Linked DNA regions of Mus musculus: regions 1, 2 and 3 are each linked to region 4. Evidence: chromatin contacts called from public ChIA-PET, HiCAR-type and promoter capture Hi-C data. All regions are on one chromosome and are shown on one strand. Each heading gives the region's core, a stretch centred on a gene start, on an enhancer-like site or on the middle of the called end of the contact. The rest is flanking DNA. Distances are from core to core; before and after follow the strand shown. Region 1 has its middle 6.7 kb from the start of Mrc2. Region 2 overlaps Tlk2 (tousled-like kinase 2 (Arabidopsis)). Region 3 holds the start of Milr1 (mast cell immunoglobulin like receptor 1). Region 4 holds the start of Ddx42 (DEAD box helicase 42).

What was found. Promoter capture Hi-C pulls out the DNA fragments that hold promoters and counts their contacts. ChIA-PET counts read pairs in DNA pulled down with a chosen protein or histone mark. HiCAR-type assays count read pairs that join an accessible place to other places.
Region 1: a contact with region 4 is called in a promoter capture Hi-C map of embryonic stem cells, with 3 times the contacts expected there. The contact joins the enhancer-like site here to the promoter of Ddx42 in region 4. A contact is called at or near these places in 2 of 39 promoter capture datasets (cranial neural crest and embryonic stem cells), 4 of 115 datasets of contacts at active chromatin or transcription factors (astrocytes, embryonic stem cells and stem cell-derived neural progenitor cells) and 1 of 9 other capture datasets (embryonic stem cells).
Region 2: a HiCAR-type map of astrocytes shows a contact between it and region 4, with 4 times the contacts expected there. The contact joins the enhancer-like site here to the promoter of Ddx42 in region 4. A contact is called at or near these places in 1 of 39 promoter capture datasets (embryonic stem cells), 2 of 484 Hi-C or Micro-C datasets (both in cortical neurons) and 5 of 115 datasets of contacts at active chromatin or transcription factors (astrocytes, embryonic stem cells and stem cell-derived neural progenitor cells).
Region 3: a contact with region 4 is called in an RNA polymerase II ChIA-PET map of memory CD8 T cells, with 6 read pairs. The contact joins the promoter of Milr1 here to the promoter of Ddx42 in region 4. A contact is called at or near these places in 2 of 39 promoter capture datasets (embryonic stem cells and liver), 4 of 115 datasets of contacts at active chromatin or transcription factors (bone marrow-derived macrophages, embryonic limb bud, memory CD8 T cells and 1 more) and 1 of 9 other capture datasets (pancreatic islet).

What each region holds. Positions count from the first base shown.
Region 1 is chr11:105,284,620-105,287,319 of GRCm38.p6, forward strand. No RefSeq gene overlaps it. Among named protein-coding and RNA genes, the nearest start is that of Mrc2, 6.7 kb to the right of the region's middle. Within about 2 kb of position 1,267, at least 57 of the 459 cell types and tissues checked have an H3K27ac peak or open chromatin away from gene starts, as enhancers often do. A contact at or near this core is called in embryonic stem cells, where this site is marked.
Region 2 is chr11:105,243,806-105,246,505 of GRCm38.p6, forward strand. All of the region lies in intron 9 of Tlk2 (tousled-like kinase 2 (Arabidopsis)), which reads left to right. Among named protein-coding and RNA genes, the nearest start is that of Mrc2, 47 kb to the right of the region's middle. Within about 2 kb of position 1,441, at least 9 of the 459 cell types and tissues checked have an H3K27ac peak or open chromatin away from gene starts, as enhancers often do. A contact at or near this core is called in astrocytes, where this site is marked.
Region 3 is chr11:106,749,920-106,752,619 of GRCm38.p6, forward strand. It overlaps Milr1 (mast cell immunoglobulin like receptor 1), which reads left to right and starts at 1,307. Exons shown (of 7, transcript NM_001033435.3): 1 at 1,307-1,470; 2 at 1,715-1,756. The coding sequence starts at 1,365.
Region 4 is chr11:106,215,604-106,218,303 of GRCm38.p6, forward strand. Ddx42 (DEAD box helicase 42) reads left to right here and starts at 1,323. Exons shown (of 18, transcript NM_028074.4): 1 at 1,323-1,553. It overlaps Ccdc47 (coiled-coil domain containing 47), which reads right to left and starts at 764. Exons shown (of 13, transcript NM_026009.2): 1 at 546-764.

The DNA.
Region 1 (2,700 bases), core at 17-2,516, 930 kb before region 4:
TGCCTGACAAGACTCTGTAAGAGGAGCTGAGTTTAGAATCCCTGAATTCACTGGTTTGAAGTTGAGAACCTTCTTGCCATGCTGGCAGGAGATGATTTTGCCATTCCGTGTCATCAGTGGGTCTCATTCTGCCTGGAAGGCAGCTTCTGCTGTGTCTGGGAACAGCAGCAGCGTTAGGAGTTTGTTAGATGTGTACATTCTTGGGCCCCATCCCACAGACTACAAAACTGGAGGTAGAAGTTTAAATATCTGTGTTATTCCTAGGTTTCTGATCCAGGTGTGTGTTTGAGAGCCTAGCCATGGACTGTTTGCCTCCTAGGGAAGGATGAAATGGAAGGGTGCCTTTTCTGTACCTGCTAGTCCTGTAGTGATGACGGCAGGGTCACTGGAGAGATCAGCTGTAAGACCTCTTAGTGCTAGTGTGACCAACCTCCCTGGCGGGTGTAAAGGATGTATTAAAGAAGACACCTGTCCCTCCAATTGATTGAACAATGTACCCCAAGAAACTAGAACTTCCTAAGGAATCTCACACTGGGGAAGAAAAATCACCTAAAGCTGGGGCCGCCAGTGATGGGTCCTTGACAGCAGCTCCAGATCCGGACTGCTTCATTATGCATATATCTTGCTTTCTACTTACACTTACCTATGTATGCTAGGACTCTGAAGATGGATGCACCCGTCACTGGAGCTCTTCATCCCTCTTTCACAACGTAGCTACAGTGCTTTTCACTGTTTTCAGCTCTTTCACTTGGCTTATTGGAGATGGGTGACAGAACCTGGCATGTTGGAGCAGCCAGATGGAACCCAGGGCCTTGCACACCTAGGTACTTCACTTAGCTTTCTGGCTTCTTCCAAACTCACCCAACTGCAAGAGAGATGAGTTCTGTTTTATTTTTATCTTTGGGAACCAAAGTCTGTCTATCTTAAGCTTAGGGCTTCTGGACTGTTGTTAGACACTGTCATTATGTGGAGCAGCAAGAAGGCCTAGACAACTCCTACAGGTCTCGTAACAATACACTTGGAGCCATTCTTCCCTTTGGCAAAACACTAGCTATCTTAATATGAGTTAACTATTTGGGTTTTCCCCATACATGAGGGACTACAGGACTACAGGAGAGAGACTGCTTCAACTGGCACTCTGATTAAGCAGTTCTTTGGAGGGGTGAAGAGGGTTAAAGGGGGAGAGGCCTGGTGATTGAGGGAACCTGCCAGAGGCTGGAAAAACAGGCAGGTCTGGGGCCAGGTGGGGGCAGGGAATACAAGAGTGCTTTTGTGCAGGCTGAGCCCAGCAGGGGCCCTAGACAGACTGGAGTCTGCCTGAGGAGTGTGGAGGAATACTGCTCTGGACTTGAGACCCCATGGTGAGAAGGGTCAGAGAGCGGCCGGCCCAGCCGCACCCATCTGGCCCTGGGTCAGGCCTATGGGTGTGGTAGTTAAGTGTCCAGTGAGAAGACTGTTAACCCCAGGTCTGCTAGCATCAAGCTTTCTTCCCTTGGAGACTGCATAGGGGAGGAGGAGCAGGGGGCCTTATAGAAGGGGCTCAATAGTACTGTTGCAGAGTAGGAAAGTGAAGCCGAGAGCCATTTGCTGACATGCAAAAGATAGAGCTGAAGTAACTGGGAAGGTTACTACAGGTTAAATCTTTTGGAACTGGATTCAGGGAGTGCTATGTTTGCACAGAGGTGGGTGTAGGCAGAGTAGCACATGGGCTTACAGACAGACAGACAGACATGAACGTTTATCCTAATCTCTATCAATCCTAATTCTGCCATGTTTTTTCCAACCCTTCCTCTCCCTCCTGGCTAGTGGTTGTCAGGACTACAATGAAGTGCTGCCCAGACTGCCTCTGCAGTGCTGGGTTGGCTGGAAGAGAAAGAAAATGTGACTCTTAGAACTCCATTAGTGTTTTCTAGTATCCAGCCCTCTCAGCTTTGATTTATATGGATATTACTTCCTCAGACTTGCTATCTTGCTTTGTCTTGTTATCTTGCGTATAGATTAGGAGGTGATAGGGCCTTGATTAGTAAAGTGTTTATGAGGCAAACATGAGGACCTGAGTTTAGATTCCCAGTTCCCACATAGCCTAGAATCCCAACTTGGAAGACGGAGATAGGTGGATCTCAAGAGTTCGAGACCAGCCTAGTCTATAAAGAGTTTTAGCTAAGCCAGGGCTACATAGTAAGACTCTGCCACAAAATAAGAGTTGGAGAGCAACTGAAGAATATACCTAATGCTAACCTGGGTTCCATACACGGGTTTGTTCCATACACAGTGGTTTGTTTGTTTTGGGGTCTTTTTTGTTTTTTTTTTCTGTAAGCTTGATGGTGGTATGGTAGGGAGTGGGGCAATGAACACCAGGTATGGCTAGTTGCCGTTTCTGTCAACAAAATCTCTAGAGGACATGGTCACAGAACAAGTATGTGCACTTGCTCTCCCCCCACCCCTCTTAAACACACACACACATGTTAGAATGGCCCTTTCCTTAACCTGAGCTGCTTATAGCCCAGTGCCAATGCCCTATGGTAAGGTTTTGCTCCTGGAAGATAAGAGAGGTGTGCCCCTCCAAATTAGTTCCAGAATCCATGGCTCTGTGTGTCTATAGCATCTTTTTGTTGTTGTTGGTTTGGTTTGGCTCTGTTTTTTCTTTTCAAGACAGGGTTTCTCTGTGTTGCCCTTGCTGCACTGGAGCTCTGTAGACCA
Region 2 (2,700 bases), core at 191-2,690, 970 kb before region 4:
AAGAGTCAGTGCTCTTAGCCACTGAGCTGTCTCCCTAGCCCAGTTCTTTGTTTTCTATAACAGGAATATCTCTTGCTTACTAAAAGGCACATTGACCACACACAGGTCAAGGTGCTCTGCTCTATAAGGAGACCTGGATTCTTGTTCCCAATGTAGGTTTGAACCATTGTAACCCTTCCGTTTTTCCCCCCCAGAGCTACTTGGCCACAAACTTTTGGAAAGTATGGAGTATTTGTCCATTGCATGTCCAGCAGCCAGTTCTGGGAAGGAGATGCCCAACTTCATCCCAATGAAGCCCAGAATGTGCTTTGAATATAGAATGTGTCAACACTGACCCACCTTTTTTTTTTTTTTTTTTTTTTTTTTTAATTTAATGATTGGGTCTTCTTTAGTGCTGAAATTAAAGCTGTGTGTCACCTTGCCCAGCATCTTCAAACTGATGTTCTCATTCCTCATCAGAGTTACATTCTATGGGCCTCCTTACTCATAGTTGTTTCCCAATATTTGAATGAGAAAAGCCATTTATTTTTAAGCAACAGTCTTACTTACATTTTGGTTGTTTGCTTGAAGTAAGTGTGTGTGTGTGTGTGTGTGTGTGTGTGTGTGTGTGTGTGTGTGTGTTTTGTATGCACATGTGTTGGGAGATCAAAAGAGCATATAGCATTCTAATTTTTCACTTCTTTTCCTTTGAAACAGCAACCTTCTCCCTGGAACTAGCCTTAGTGTTTTTCTTCCTCTGTCCTTCACAGTGCTGGGAGCAAAGGTGTACACAGCTGTGTGTCTGGCTTTATATTGGTGTTGAGGGTTTGAACTAAGGCCTTATGAGTATATAACAAGCACTCTTACTCACTGAGATATCTTTCCAGCCCCTTGGAGTTGTTTTTTGTTTTTGGTCCACTTGGATGCTAATTGAGTTGACAGCTAAGATTTATAGTGAGATTGTCTTTCTAAAAAATCCTTAGTCAAACTCCAGTCTCAGAGTTTAAGTCCAGAGCAGCGCCACAGGACTCGACAGGGATTATGGCTTTACTTACCTTCTTTATAGCCTGACGATTCGTCGAGATGATGGGAGAGCTCAGTGGCAGAGCACTTGTGTACATGACCCCACCACTGGGATGGGGACAGTGTTGGAGAGAGATCCAGATTGCTATGGTGGAATGTGGAAAAACTCAGGCCCTATGTTAGCTTTACTTTTAGGTCCCTTTGTTCTTCACCCTCATCTTCTACCTACTCATGATCCCTTTTTCCTACTTGATTCCTTGCTTGTCTTCTAGAGACTGACTCAGGGCCCTTTCAAGTTCTCTGTCTGTTGTTACAAAACATTCTGACCAACAACAAAAAGGTTGAAAGTATATTTGACTTACATTCCCAGGCTCACTGAGGGAAGTCAGGGCAGAAGCCAAAGGCAGAAACTTGGAGGAGTTTAGAATGGGAAGCAGAAGCATAAAAGAACACTGCTTGTTGGATGGCTCATTGACACATGCATAATTAGCCTTCTTACACAGCTCAGGACCGTTTCCATAGGGATGGTAGAGTCCTCTTTGGTCTGGGTCTCCTACAATCAACCATAGATGTGCCTACAAGCCAATCTGATCTAGGCAATTTCTCAAGAAAAAAAATTTTTTTTAATTTACTTTCAGGAAATAAAAGTTCATCATGCATTTTCTCACTTTAGTAAGATGTTGTGTATGACTGCATTGGGTACTGTCAGCCAGCTCCTACTCCCAGCATGGACTTGTAGAAACTGTTAAATGTTAGAAACCACAACTTTACATGGCCACAGAAGACTTGGTGAGATCATTCACCTTCCAGAAGTATATTAGATTTTGTATAGACATTCTTGGTCTTTTGCTTAAAGGTTTTTCAATATGAATTAGATAGTCACACTTACCTAAGTGCAATAAGACTTTTCCTTTGATAACATGGTCTATAGGATTCTGTAGTAATAACATGTATGCCAGTATAGAGATTAGATATATTTACAGTGGGAAACTGTTTGACACAGGCTGCTTTAAAACTGAAGCTGAGTTGTCACACACCTTTAATCTCTATACTTGGGTCTCAGAGATAGGCAGATCTCTGTAGTTCAAGGCCTGGTGTGTAATATTTCTAGTACAGGGTTTCTACTACAGGGTGAGCTCCTGTCTTAAAAAAACAAAAGCAACAAAAGACACTGGAGAGATTGCTTAGTGGTTAAGGACAATTGCTGATCTTTCAGAAAACCCAGGTTTGCTTTCCTAGTAACTATGTGGTGGCTCACAAGCATCTCTAACTCCAGTCCAGGGAATCCAATGACTTCTCCTGGTCTTGGAAGGCATGCATGTAACGCACAGACTAATGTGCAGGCAAAACACCCAGACACACACACACACCCCGTCTTTTTTTCTTTCCTTCCTTTTTTTTTAAAGCTGAAAAAAGTCAGCAAATTTTATTGTTTAATAACTGAGTGATAAATTCAGAAATTTTGAAGTCAAATTTGGCCTTGGGTTAGTAGTTCTTTCTCTCTCTGTTGTTTTAGGAACCTTGAGTATTTCAAAGTATTTAGCCTATCCTGTAAGATTCTGACCACAGCTAAATTATCTGTATGTTCATTCTCATATTCTTGAAGCAAGATCTTCTTATTTCTGGTTGGTGGAGGCATGACTGTCTGGGCTTCTCTGGGGAGAATCATCCATGAGAACTCATGTTCCTTTTCTCTTT
Region 3 (2,700 bases), core at 57-2,556, 530 kb after region 4:
GAGTGTCTGAAGACAAGCTACAGTGTACTTACATATAATAAATAAATAAACAAGTATTAAAAAAAAGAGAACTTCAGACTAATTTCCCTTATGAACATTGATGTAAAAATACTCAATAAAATATTTGCAAACCAAACCCAAGAAGACATCATCTACCAAGCAAGATGCTAGAGAGGCAGGAGGGTGGCCGGAAGGTCTTACAGAGCAGCCTGGTGTGACTTACCTCCAGAGGTGATGAGAGGAGCTGAGAGCAATGTTGCTGAGGTTCTGGTCTGAATACGCCGACCTGAGAAGAGTGTGCCAAAGGACTCTCTGAATCCCTCCTCCAATTACCTTCAGGCTGCATGTATAGAAGATGTACCTTATACATCTGGAACCTGTCTCTCACCTCATAGGCAGCTAGGAAGTGTGTGTGTGTGTGCGCGCGTGTGTGTGCGTGTGTGCGTGTGTGGTGTGAAAGTGTTGATCCCATTGGGTGAAAGTAAGAACACTATCACAGTTTTTGAGCCAAATTGCTATGCTGGCTAAGACAATCCATCCTCAGGATTCCGGGAGTATGTCACCAAGGTACATTAATCGGAGGTTTATAAAGAAAGGCAAACCCCAAAAGGCTACATACTTTCCACCTTTGTCCAATCAGGAGCAAGCAAACATCCTGGCATACTCTCTGCTTATGTACCTCCAGCCTACATTCGATCAAACACATCCTGTGCAGATGGGGCAACCAAGCTTGTCTAAAGAAGCAAACAAAGGACTTGTAATCTTAAATGAACAACGGCCGACAGCACGCCAGGAAGTTCTCTGTGCTCTGGAGAGTAGGGCTTACTTGTCAGAGGCATTTTTCATTTTTCTTTTAGGAGGGGGAAGGGAGATGGGGGGGGGAGAGGGGGAGGGTGAGGGGGAGGAAGAGAGAGAGAGAGAGAGAGAGAGAGAGAGAGAGAGAGAGAGAGAGAGAATATAAAAGATCCATTATCGGGGCTGGTGAGTGAGATGGCTCAGTGGTTAAGAGCACTGACTGCTCTTCTGGAGGTCATGAGTTCAAATCCCAGCAACCACATGGTGGCTCACAACTATCTGTAATGAAAAACAAATAAAAAAACCTATGGGCCGGAGTGAAAGGGAAGGGGAAAAAAGGGGGAAAGAAGGGGGAAAAAAAAGAAAGATCCGTTATCACCAAGCAGCAGCTCTAAGTGAGATAGGAGACCTTGCGGTCTGAGCAGCTGTTCCAGTAATATGAAGGACAGTTAAACCAACGAGTCATAGGTCCTGTTGAGTAAACTTGTCTAAATCCTCTCATTTCCTGTGTGTGGTTGGGAAGAGGAATCTCAGAAGCCGAGCCCCATTCTGTAGTAACTCAATTAACCATGGGCGATGGTGACTCGCCAATGTGCCTCTCTGCCGTTTCATTCAAGGGAATAAGATGCTGGCTGGACAAACTGTTACTTTGGGCTCTTACAATTTCTATCACACGTAAGCCTGATTCGATATTTTAAGAATTGACTCTGGGACGGGGGGGCCAGCACTTGGTGGAGCAAAGGCAGGTGGATCTCTGTGGAGCCAGCCTGATCTACACAGAGTTCATGGCCAGCCAGGGCTACCTAGAGAGACCCTGTCTTGAAAAGTCAAAGACGAAAAAACAAACAAGAATCATCTCTCAAAATAATCACATGGGAAATGAGGTTTTTTTTCTCTAATCTTCCATTTTCTCTTTCAGTTCAGAATGCTGCAGTGGATTGTACGAGGGTGGAAAATAACGGTAAGTTTCATTTCCTGAAAGTATGGGCATCAAAATGGTCAGATAGCTGACTCTGAACATGAGCGTTCACTTACTGGGATTTCTGTGTTTTTAGATCGGCAACCAAGAGCAAAGCCTTTCTATTATCTGCTAGGAGGCCAATGAGCTGAGGTTTAGAGAGGGCATTAATTGTAGCAATTTTGTTTTTCCACCTGAAACTTGGCCGGGCAAAATCTGAGATTGTTTTTTACCATGAAAACCTCCAAACTTCCTTTGTTATCACTTTTAGCTAGAAAACCCTCCCGTGATTTTTGTAAATTTTTATTAATTTATTTACTTTTGAGGCTGAGCCTCATGTAGGTCAGGCTGGCCTCAAACTCTATTACGTGGCCAAGGCTAAACTAGACTAACTCCTAAACTCTCAAATGCTGGGACCCAGCCCACCATGCCCACTCAAACCCCTTTTAAATTAATTCAGGCAACTAGTACTATGCCTAGGTAGAGCTCTACTGTGGAGTCAGAGTGCTTTGCTGCTGAGCCTGGCTTGCTGCTGCCCAGCTGGCAAGCCGGGCACACAAACTAATGACTTTTGAGGGTGGTTTCTTTCATCGGTGAGAAGGGGTGGCCCCAATCCTGGTTCCTCTGCAGTCTTTGCGGCACATCGGTCCTTCCGTGTAAGCTAACCACATAAAGTTGAAAGTGCTGTTGTGTGCAACCCAGCCTGTCTTCCCTCCCCTCCCCTCCCCATCCCGAAGCAGGCAGCTTCTTTCTGTGGACTGTTGGTGATAAGATCTTGCTACATAGCCTAGCACTCACTATGTAGCCGAAGCTGATGCTGAACTCATGAGAATCCTTCTGCTTCAGCCTGTTAAGTCCTGAGTGTGGGAGAGCACACAGTGGAGCAGTCTAGATGGACATCTTTGCGTCGGTCTGTGGTGTCAGAGTTTATTGAATAGCAATAAATT
Region 4 (2,700 bases), core at 73-2,572:
TATGTAGCAATCATTGCTTGTCCTCCCAGGCCTCTGTGGCATCAGTCAAAATGATGAAATTTCTAGAAATGATGTAGACATTACTGTCACCTTACAAAGTAAAGTGTTGGTTACAAATAACTTGCATGTTAGAAACCTTCGGGTAAGGTCGACTCTAGAAGCGGTTGCTTCCGTGAAACTTCTAGTGTCTAGTCCTAGGTCCACCACGGAGAAGCCTAGTTCGATGCTCTTTTATTCTTCTGGCTACACACCAGATATTTTCTCAGATTTTGTCCTGTTGGTTGGGATCTACTCGAAACCTTCCCCCAAATCTTCCTAAAGCCCAACATAAAATGGAGCAGAAAAGGATGGACAGAGGTTTAGTCTTTTTTTTTTTCTTTTAATTCTGGAAAGATAAGTTGAGGGTATTGATGCATGTCACCACCGGCCGGACTTAAAGGGTTGGTTAGGAGGGAAACAGTACCTGGCTCTGCGGCCATGCAACTTAGTCACCGCTCGGCCTGGCACGGTCACACCGACTGGAATGTCATGGCCCCGCTACCTACCTGCACCCGAGGCTGCAACCGGGCCCGGGGCTCCTGAGGCCACTACCTCCAACCAGCCTGCCTTTGTCTGGTTTCTGTCTTCAGGTCGCAAAGATAATCTGCGGGCCGCGATGTCACTGAACAGCCCAGAACAGGTAGCTCAGTCACGGCACCCTACTCTTCACGTAGCTTCAGCCGTCCGTTACGTAGAATGCGTACAGCTAGTTTGCGCCTGCGCGCGGGGTGGGGGCGGGGCGCGGCCTTCAGGACATCCGCGCAAGGCGAGCTAGGGCTGCTGGGAAAATTACGTAACCCCCAGCGTCCCCTGGGCTACAAGTGCTCTAACTAGCGGAGGCTGCGTTTCTCCCGTAGGGTTCCGTCCGTCGGGTAGACGTCACTTTGATCGGATGCTCCGGAAGCTAAAGGTGGCCATAGTCTATGGGGCCATGTGGACAGAGGCATGAAGGGAAATGTTGCCCGAGTCGTGGGTTTTTTGTGTTGCTTTGGTTTTTGGCAAGGGACAAGAGCTAAGGGAAGGTGGACATTCTTATGTAAATGAAGTTTCCAATCAACACCTTATTACCTTGAGTTTTTCGGGCGGTTCCCCATCGCCGCGGCTCTCTTCATTGCAGACTCCCTCACTACACGACCCAGACACAATCCTCACCCAGGACCAGATTCCCGTCCGGGGTGTGTGACGTAGTTATGTTGCGTTCCGGAATCGGAAGAGCGGCATTAATTGGCGCCTTTCGGCAGCCGTAGCCCCAGCCCCACCCTTCGGCTCGCGCTCTACTTAGCGCGCATGTCAGACGCTCCCCCCACCCTACCCCCAGTCAGCAACGGGCCGTGAGGCGGCGGCGAAGGGGGCGGAGGAAGAGCGCGGCTGGACGCGGTCCCGCACCGCGCGTACGCAGGGCCGCGGGGGTTCTTTCGCGCCGACTGGAGTAGCAACTGCGTCTGCAGCCGCGGCAGCGGGTTTGGGTGAAGGGCTCGCCAGACGCAGTGCCGCTAGCCCGGGGGACACGAGAGGTAACTGGGGCCTGGCGAGGGCGGAGGAACCTCGGCCTCGTTTAACAAAGAATCGGCAGAGCCTGGGGACCCGGGTGGCTGCGGGGGTCCGGGCAGGGATGGGTACGCGATCTGGAGCCCCGAGGTGGCCCTCTGGAGCTACGTTGCCTTCCCACGGCTCTGCTCCTTGCACGTCTTAACGAGGCCCACTTGGCGGCTTTCCGGAGGCGGTGCTTGATGGGCTCCAGGAAGGGATTTTTCAGGGTGCTGGGCTCCGAAGCTGTGAGAGCCAGTGGAGGAGTATTGATCCTTGTAGGTAGCTGTTGGGGATTGCGGACCCACAAATGGAGGCGGGGAGGGTCTCGGTAGCGGAGGTTGACAGATTAGAAGGCTGTGATAGTCATTGATCTTTGTGAAACCTTGAGTAGATCATGATTAACATCATCACCATAGTTACAAACTTTTTGCGGCCTACTTGAGCCTACCTGATTTGAATAATATATATGGGTTGAAAACCTGTATCAGAATCGTAAGGAAAAAATTATACTAGTCAAGTTTGGAAGCATATATAAACTTTTCTGTCATCTTAGCTTTTTCCCTTTTCACCCCTACCCCTTTAGGCTGTGGTTTTGTGGCTTTCCTACTGTGTTGTTGTTGTTGTTACTATTTGCAAGTGTTATTTCTGTATTGTCTCCTACACATACCTGAACAGCTATTAAGCTGAACAATTATTAAGTAGAGTAGATATTATGTCTTTTTCTTTTTCTTTTTTTTCTTCCTTCGAGACAGGGTTTCTCTGTAGCCCTGGCTGTCCTGGAATTCACTCTATAGACCAGGCTGGCCTCGAACTCAGAGATCCACCTGCCTCTGCCTCCCAAGTGCTGGGATTAAAGGCGTGCATCACCACCCGTCGTGGGTGGTAGGTTATGTCTTAATTCGTTTAAACTTTGTAGAGTCCAATCCTGTTCTGACAGGTGGGAAGTGAACAGTAAGTCTGATATAAAAATTTATTCTTCCAGGGCGAAAATGTTATTTTACTTTACCTAGAAGGAGAATTGCAGTGATTCATTTAAAAATAAAATTGTTATTGCCTTGCCTCTGTGCCTGTTCTCTCTTGAATTGCTTAAGTGTTAAATCTATGACCACTGCACTCATGAGACTCTTTATA